2 separate regions of the Zea mays genome follow, and region 2 is linked to region 1. A link is a contact called in public Hi-C data. All regions are on one chromosome and are shown on one strand. The core of a region is the stretch at or near the end of the contact, and the rest is flanking DNA. Distances in the headings are between cores, read along the strand shown.

Region 1 (4,632 bases), core at 1,545-4,044:
TACGAGGGGCTTTTCATTGGCTCGATTCCTTTTGAACCGTATGAGAGGATATGGAAAACCTGACCGCCTCCTAAATGTCGGTTTTTTCTGCGGTTAGTTGCTCAAAAAGGTGTTGGACAACTGATCGTCTAGCAAAAAGAGGATTGGATCACCCTGATAGCTGCCCTCTTTGTGAACAAGAAAGTGAAACAATAGACCATCTACTGGTCTCTTGTGTTTTCTCAAGGGAGTGTTGGTTCCTTTTGTTGAGACAATTTGGACTGCATACTCTGTCCCCCTCAACCAGAAAATGATAGTTTCCTGGACTGGTGGAGGACAATAAGTGAAATGGCAGCTGGACAAATGAAGATGAGGATTAACTCCCTTGTTTTGCTTGGTGCTTGGACCTTATGGAAGCACAATAATCAGTGTGTCTTCAAGGGCAGCAATCCGAGTATTGCTGCTGTTCTGGAGCAGGTTGGAGAAGAGCGAAGGTTGTGGGAGATGGCAGGGGCTAAAGGGCTTATTTTCCTAGCAGCTAATCTTCCTCACGGCTAATTTCTGTTTTTTTCCTAAGGCAGTTCAAGGTTTGTTTACTGTTTTGAGGGGTTTAAACCTCAATGTCATGGCTTGTAAGGGCTTCGGCCCAACTTTCTTCTTAAATATAATGATATGCAGCTCTCCTGCATATTTGAGAAAAAAAAATGATGATTGTAACAAATAAAAAAGACCCAATTGGATAATAGTATTGATACCAAATAAGGACTATGTAAAGAGTAATGAGGGATACATGAGACACAACCTAGATTAGAATATTACACTGATATCCTTGACAATTATTATACTTTAACACCCTCTCTCAAATGCAACATGAATGCAATGTCATTGTATTTGGAGAGTTGATACTATACACTAGACTTAAAAAAATATAAAAGAAACGAAGTACATCCAAAATCAAAGATGCCGTTGAACCATATAACTCTTAAAAAAATGTTGATGTAGAAAATGATCTCTACAAGAAGGTAATGATTTCACGACACAGTACTTCAGCAAATACCTCAAACCTTCATAGAATAGTACTTCAAGTCTTCAACTATGAACTTTGCTTTGAAAACTCTGGCCTCTACAAGAATAAAGATATGTATCAAATCAAGTTAAAGGAAGAACAGAGATATCACTCCTGCAAGACAACATGCAGTGATATAGAGCCTATTTGGTTCAGCTTTTTATAACAATTTTTTTAGAATCTAGATTCCTAGAGAATCTAGGTGTGGGGAGAATTTGAATATCGTGAGGTTTACGTGCGGAGGAAGATGAAGTGGTCTATAAGGTTTAGAGTTTAGAAAGGGACGTATTCCTTCCATCGTGCGACAGATTCTAGGTTCATGTTGATTAAACGATTTTCACCAAAGCGATTCTCACATAAGCGGACTGAGTGGAGCGTTTAGCTGCCAAAAGCTGCTTCTGGCGGCTAGAATCCAATTTTAAGCTGAAACAAACTCTCTCATAGAATGGTGATGACGATAAATAGACGGTCGTTGTAACAAAATAGCTAGGAAAGAGACAAGAGGACGTAGGACCTGTTTGGATCTACGGTGCTAAAGTTTTGTAGTACACTTTTAGTAAACTTTAGCACTTAGAGATCCAAACGAGAATGCTAATAGGTGCTAAAAGTAAAAGGTACTAGAAATGAAGTCATAAAACCTAAACCCGACCCGTAATCACATCAATAATGATTATTTAAATAGATGAGCTCAGCTAACCAAAGAAAAAGAATAAAAGTTAACTGCTTTGACAATAAATTTATAGACTCCGCTCCGCATGGACAAACTGTAGCGTGTAGAACTGGAATGGACTGATGCAATGAAATTAAATAAAAAAAGAGCCTCAATAGGATGAGCGAAAGAGACGACACAAGAGAGAAATCCACCAGAGGTGCATAGTTAAACAGGAGAAACCACCACCCACACGGAGGATCCCAAGTGGTCTAGTCGAACAGCATAGCAGACCACCAGCCATAGGCCATAGCAGCAGGTGGCAGAAAACACAGAGCACCAATGTGTGCACACCTCTGACCGCACAGATGGGGATTGCGGTGGTCGGACGTCCATTCCGCTCCTGAAGATGGATGGAGACGGACGGTCGGTCGGTACCTTCCCTCCTTCCGCCCCTGAATTCGGACAGGGCGACAGACAACAGCTCCGCCGGCCGCGTGTACGGGTGACGGCCCTGCGGACAGCAGGGACTAGCGGGGATGGGTGCGGAGATGGGCAGACGAGCGCCGCGACGACGCTCAGATCCCGAACAAGCAAACACATGTTCGCGCGAAGACGACAAAGACGAAGACATACGGCTCTGCGTCGATTCCAATGGGAACTGTGACGACAGGCTCCCACGACGGACGGTGCGCGCCGTGGACGGCACGCGAACTCCTCTAACCGGCGGCGCGGAGATTCCCCTTCGTCTGACGGACGGGTGCGCGGACGACGAATTCCCGTGTGCGGACTCCATGACACCAGCTTGACTGCTCCTGCATAACGACTAGACGCGACTGAAAACAAAAGTCGAAGATTGACGAGGCCGCCCCTAGGACCAGAGTTTGATCTTCCCGGGGGCAGAGCAGCAGAGGGAAGGGTCGGGAAAAATTAACCTTTTGCCAGTGACATATAAAATACAATGTCAGTGATTGAGCTGTCAATGACTGATGGTTAAGTGAATTTCGTAAAGTTGGCAAAAATTAAGACCCCCCCAATAGGACCATATATAGAGTATACGAGGGATACAGGAGAAAAACCCTAGCCCAGAAGATTACACAAGCACCCTTAACTATTATACCTTCACAATGATCAGCTTTATTGGTGTACAGGCTGCTAATGAGGTTAAGCACATGAAGGCTGTTCAGGCTGATCGTTTAAAGAAGCTGCAGGATCTTCGCATGAAGCTTAACGAGTGTTCTGCTACGGAGATAAAGCTAGCGCAGGCCATTGAAGATGAGATACATTTAACTATTACTGCTGTGCTTTCAGCGGATGACAATAGAAAGACAGCTTGTCAACTTGCTTTCCGCGAGGATCAGCAAATTATCAGGGTAACCGAGTCTTTCTTTAATTCAACCAACGCAAATGCTTGTTAAGGAGAAAATTTGTCATGCAGTAACTACTTGCTTTTCTTAGGGGGGAGATAACTATTTGCTTTCTGTATCAGGATAAGTGGATACATATTTCCCGTGCTCTGATGGATGAGAGAGGACCATGGTCTGCTAACCCTTTTCCAAATGATGTTGTGACTCACTGGAAACTTGACAAGACAGAGGATAGATGGAGGCGGCGGTTCAAGTTCAAACGTAATTACAAATTTGATGAACGATTATGTCAGCCTTCACAGTCAAGGAATGAAAGTACAGCAACTTTAGCTGACCAGCTGTACATTAGTGCCAAAATTACTCAGAAAATGAAGCAATTCCTTGTTAAAGGAGTGCGGGGAATCACAGAGGATAGTAGTTACGAACAATTTGAAGACACTAATGACGCGAGTGAATCTTCCCAGAGTAATCCTTCAGAGAGCCAAAACCTTAATAATGCTGCAGATACCTCTGATCATCATGCTTCTGCACATTATAAGAAAGAGCCATCATCTACTAATGGAGATAATGATTATACAAAGGTAAAGAAAAAGCTTTAGTATACATTTCATCTGAAAGCAGAAAACGATTGTTGATTTCTGGTCATTGTCCATTTTGCAGGTGCTATGTTCAGTTCGTTGTGTTTTTGTTACCCCAAAGCGAAAATTAGCAGGACAACTGGATATCACACGAACTGTCATGCATTTTTCTTTTGAATTTTTGGTTGAAGGAACTGGAGGATCATCTGTTTTTAGCAAGTTTAAAGACAAAAAAGATTCAGACTGCAAGAACGAGCTGGGAGGTGTGGACAGACTTGACGGATGCCGAGACAGTATGATTGAAACCAATGGTGTTTTGATGCAAAACCAGTCTAACAAGATCAAACGTCACAAAAGGTGGAACATAACTAAGGTATCTCTCTCCCCTAGTCTTTCCTCTCACTTGCTCACTCTCTTAATCTCCTTCCATACATGTTTACAGATAAAAGGAGTTCATTGGACACGCTACCTACTGCAATATACTGCAATGGAGATCTTCTTTGATGATTCAACTGCACCTATATTTTTAAACTTTTCTTCCCAAAAGGATACTAAAAATGCTGGGACTTTGTTAGTTTCTCTTAGGAATGAAGCTTTGTTCCCTAAAGGAAGTACCAAAGACAAAAATAATATCATTTCATTCGTGGACAGGCGAGTTGGACTTGAAATGGCTGAGAATGCCAGGGAAAGATGGAAAAGGAGGGAAATCAGTAACTTTGAGTATCTTGTGATTTTAAATACCCTTGCTGGAAGATCTTACAATGACTTAACTCAGTATCCTATATTTCCATGGGTATTGGCTGATTACACCTCTGAAAAGCTTGATTTCAACAAGTCATCGACTTTCAGGGATCTTTCAAAACCAGTTGGTGCGTTGGATGAAAACCGCTTCAAGGTGCAGCTACTATTGTGTACTTATTTGTAATTGTAGGCTATCATCACCTTATCATAACTTCACGTTAGTAATGCATTATTGGGCAGGTTTTTGAAGAT
Region 2 (4,376 bases), core at 1,420-3,919, 220 kb after region 1:
ATTATCAGTTATCAGCTCAAAGTCTAATATCCCATCATCTGGAAACGGCAAGCTACGATTAAAGTGGTGATAAACAAACAGGAGTACATAATCAGCAAGAAAACTGCACCTTAAGCCACTGCATAGAGAAGTTCCGACCAAAATGTGCTGTTCCATGAGCAGATTTCCAATTTCCACCACCAATGTAGCCACCAATCCTAGAAGTCATCTTTGCACACCCCTTGAAAGGCATAACATTTAGTCTAGTAAATAAACTTAATTGAACAATTTAAAAATACCAGTTTCAAATATTAGATCAAAAACAGGCAAATATAACAGTATTCATATCAAATAGGAACCTTCAGTATACCTGGAAATTGCGAGTTCTATTAATTGAGAATATCAAAATAACATTCTCAGTGGATTCAAAAGCTTCATTGAGTTTAGCCTCGTTACTCCTCTGTGTAGCCCAAATTCCTTGCTGAACTGATATTTCCAGATTCTCCCGATTGCAACTTTTAACAATGAAGTACCTGATGTTTTACATTTACCAACCCAAGACTGAATTAGAGAACCATTATAGTATAGCACAGCTGATACCACTAAATAATTAAACGGAACTTCTGACAGATGGATAGGTGATGGTACTACTAAAATATGGGCTAGATTACTGCATGCACTCAGCCATAGCAATAGGTACAAAAGTTTTAAAAAAATCACAAAAGTAAGCAAGTAACCTGACAGAAGGTGAACCCATAGAACTGTTATTCATAAAACTAAGTAACTAACTTGCTAAGCTCCATATATATTTCAACAAGCGAGTCAAATATCCGATTACTATGTCTGTAAAACAGAAGGGATATTCTAACCCTTATTTTTCAAGGGATTGCTCAAGATACCCAAAAAAAAGAAGGAAAGATATTGATTTCCCAAGTATCGCAACACATGAACCATCTCATGTGCTACTTGAACTTTCCAGCATGAACTTTGTCCATACAAACATAGTAATAGTTTAGCAGTAACTACTGTTACACAAGCTTCTATTGAAGAGTTAAATATTGTGGAACCAACCAGAGAGAATAACTAGCTAACCTAGATTTGTAATCCGAAGAGCGAAACGACTACAAGCTTTTTCTTTCAATAGCTTGAAATTAAGTACAATGTATCAACAAGTGTCAAAACATATAATATGTCATAGTTTTATGAGATACACTGTTGCAACCAAAACTAAGTGCGTAGTTTTCACTGTTCTAAAAGTTTTACAAGCATGACTAGAAACTCCACACACACCTAGATGGTCCTTGTGGAAGGGGTGTGGCGATTCTAGTGGCTTGATGACCATTTGAAACACCTTGGGCCTGATCATTTGTATTTGGCTTCTGCTGCTGCTGTGGTGGTTGTTGATTCAGCGTTTGTGCTTGTTGTCCACCAGCTGGTGGATCCACGGCAGTGGCATTTTCTGCCGAGTTTTGGTTAGGCAACCCAGAACCTTGTGGATGTTGAGGTCTCTCCCCTTGATGATTATAATTATTATTTCTATTCTGACTGTATCTGTTAAAAGAGCGCATCTGCAAAATCTTCTGAAGAACTTCCTCAACAGAAGGCGGTGGCCCAGGGAGCTTGATATGCTTATACCGGCAATTAGGACCATTGGGACAAAAACCCATCTTGTACCTGTAAAGTATGGAACAACATAGATTCAGATGTGATGAAAGATGGAAATCAATCATTCTTAACTTTGAACAATCAAAATACAAAAACTAATCGTTAGAATAATATAGTCACAGCTTTACAAGTTATAGTTGTATGGCCATTTTTGTAGCAAAAAAACAGCCAGATACATTGCATTCCCGGAATATCATGTCAGATGCAGCTTCTTTCAGTGAAATTATCGAAGTAGCCAAGTTTATTATATTGAATCAAACCACATGTAGCAACCGAGGGCTAACTAAGACCGACCTAGAGGACCAGAGACTATGATCACTATAATCTCAAACCCAAACTCGAATCAATCACCACGAATTTGCCATCTTAGTTAGAAATTTTTCGGACAAGTTAGCAAATTTCTTCGACCACAGCCGCCACCAAGCTTATAAAAAGCCGTCTTTCCCACCCAGACGTTTACATCAACACTTTCGTGTGGCATCAGAGATCTCACATGTTGCACTCCTTGACGTCGTCGTACGAGTGCTTGTACGCGCAGTCGGGCTCGCGGCACTCGCCGAAGTCGCGGAAGAAGCGGCAGACGGGCATGCGGGCCTTGTCGAACTGGTGCAGGAATCCGCAGGCCTCGCCCTTCATGCAGAGGCCGCGAAGCCAGTGCCGGCACACCGTTTGGCGGTAGCTCCCGCGACCTCGGCCGCGCCCGTGCATACCCAGCCCGTCGCCGCCTCCCCCGACACCCGCGCCGGGGTCGGTGGAGGACGGCACGGGGCCCCCGCCCCCAGAAGCTGGGGCAGAGTCGAGGCCGCCCTCGAAATCGAAGCTCAGTCCGCCATCGCTGTCGTCCATGGGAGATGCTAGGGTTTAGGATTTTTTTTCTCTCTTTGATTCGATTGGACAGTTTTTTTCTTCCGGGGGTGGTGGAGTGGAAATCAAACTCCATTTTTTCACATGTAGTGTTTGGATGTGCTAAATTTTAGCACCTGCCATATCCTAATTTGGGGTGAGGAGAGTGAGATGTCTTTTGCTCAGTTGGATCACTTTTAGCTCATTCTAGCATACTTTATGAGCTAAATGGCTAAAAGCATGTACAACTTTATTAATTAAGAATCTCTGGGTTAAGTGAAAAAATCAAGAGATGACTCTTCGTGAAGGGTATATCTCTACACGATTCCCTATATAAGGTTTGCATCATGTAGTCTTTTAGTTGTCTCGGAAAATCGATCTAAGTGCCTAGGGTTGTATATATCTTAATAGGTGCAAAAGTTTAGCACTTCATTTTTAGTATCTTTTACCACTCATGTTTGGATCTCCAAGTGCTAAAGTTTAGCTAAAAGTATAATGTTAAACTTTAGCACTATGGATACAAACAGGTCCAAAGGTTAGTTTACGTCACATCGAATGTTTGGATGCCATTATAAGTATTAAATATAGCCTAATTACATAACTAATTGCACATATGAAGCCTAATCGGACTATACCTTAGTCATGTGATGCTACATTAAAAATTTGTTAGTCATGGATTAATTAGGTTTAATAAATTTGTCTCATCGTTTAGTCTCCATTTGTGTAATAAGTTTTGTAATTGGACTATATTTAATTCTCAAAACTAACATTCAAATAGCTGATGTTACGTAGACTAAACTTTAGTTAAGGGAACCAAACACCCTAATACAAGCGACATCATTTATATCCATCACTATGCTAGGGCATATCTCACTCATGAATGTAGTATATATTAAATGCATAATCTTCATATGATACAACAATAACTATAACAAGATAGAAGTAGTTGAACTTATGTTGCACATGACATATTGCCTATGAAAAGATGTAAATATCACCTCCCTTATGATATAAAAGTGAGACGTAAAGCAACATACAAAGTGTTTTTGACAACTAGGGCTAGACAACATTTGAGTATATAAGCTTTGTATACACTTACATATAATCATCCACCACATAGAGGACGTCTGGTATTATGCTCAAACGGCTCGAGCCACACTACATCACATGAGCGGTTACAACCCTATCAACGTTATGATCCAGCAGTTCTAGACCTACATCTCTTTGTCTCTCTAATTTTCTCTAGTACCATATGCATCAAGTGTCGTATCTCGACGGTATTGGGTGAGTCGGGTAGTGACGTGACACGCTTTGTTGTGTTGTATTGACATGGCTTCACGAGTGCACCCAATCAATAAAGCACTTGAGAGCACTTAGAGGGGGTGAATAGGTGATACTGTAAAAATAGCTTAAAACAATACAAACTTGGTCTAATGATTAAGTTAGTGCAAACTCAAACCAAGTTTGGATGATAAAAAGAGAGATAAGTTCCCTTCGCTTGATTGCTCTTTCAAAATATCAAAGATTCTAAGAGCAATAATACAAGTGGGTAGAGAGAACTTAGGAAGAATGAAAAAATCCCAATAAAGTAAATGAGACAAAAGACACGACGATTTTTATCTCGTGGTTCGGTCAAGTGTAATATATTTGCCTACTTCGTGTTGTGGTGTCCTAATGGACAAGGGTACTCAACCCTCTCAAGCGATCACAAAGATCAACTTGAGTGCCACATTCTTCCTTTATCACCTATATTCCATTTGCGAGAAATCTCCACAACTTGTAGTCTCTCTCGGCCTTACAAATGATCAAAATCACAGCTTAGAGTAAGGGAGGGAGATAGAATGCAAACAATAGAGCAAATCACAAAAACACACGCAAGAAAGCTAAAG

Evidence for each region. Hi-C and Micro-C count contacts between places; a contact is called where the count stands out from the background.
Region 2: a contact with region 1 is called in a Hi-C map of root tip, with 3 times the contacts expected there. The contact joins the promoter of LOC103629640 here to the promoter of LOC103629637 in region 1. A contact is called at or near these places in 8 of 25 Hi-C or Micro-C datasets (ear, endosperm, leaf and 2 more).

What each region holds. Positions count from the first base shown.
Region 1 is chr6:100,799,660-100,804,291 of Zm-B73-REFERENCE-NAM-5.0, forward strand. LOC103629637 reads right to left here and starts at 2,795. Exons shown (of 2, transcript XM_020539322.2): 1 at 2,049-2,795; 2 at 853-1,102. The coding sequence starts at 2,490. The coding sequence ends at 1,038. It overlaps LOC103629638 (BEACH domain-containing protein B), which reads left to right. Exons shown (of 40, transcript XM_020539321.3): 29 at 2,846-3,067; 30 at 3,184-3,642; 31 at 3,722-4,012; 32 at 4,082-4,534; 33 at 4,621-4,632.
Region 2 is chr6:101,017,835-101,022,210 of Zm-B73-REFERENCE-NAM-5.0, forward strand. LOC103629640 (zinc finger CCCH domain-containing protein 45) reads right to left here and starts at 2,670. Exons shown (of 7, transcript XM_020539324.3): 1 at 2,138-2,670; 2 at 1,270-1,653; 3 at 350-512; 4 at 110-220. The coding sequence starts at 2,490.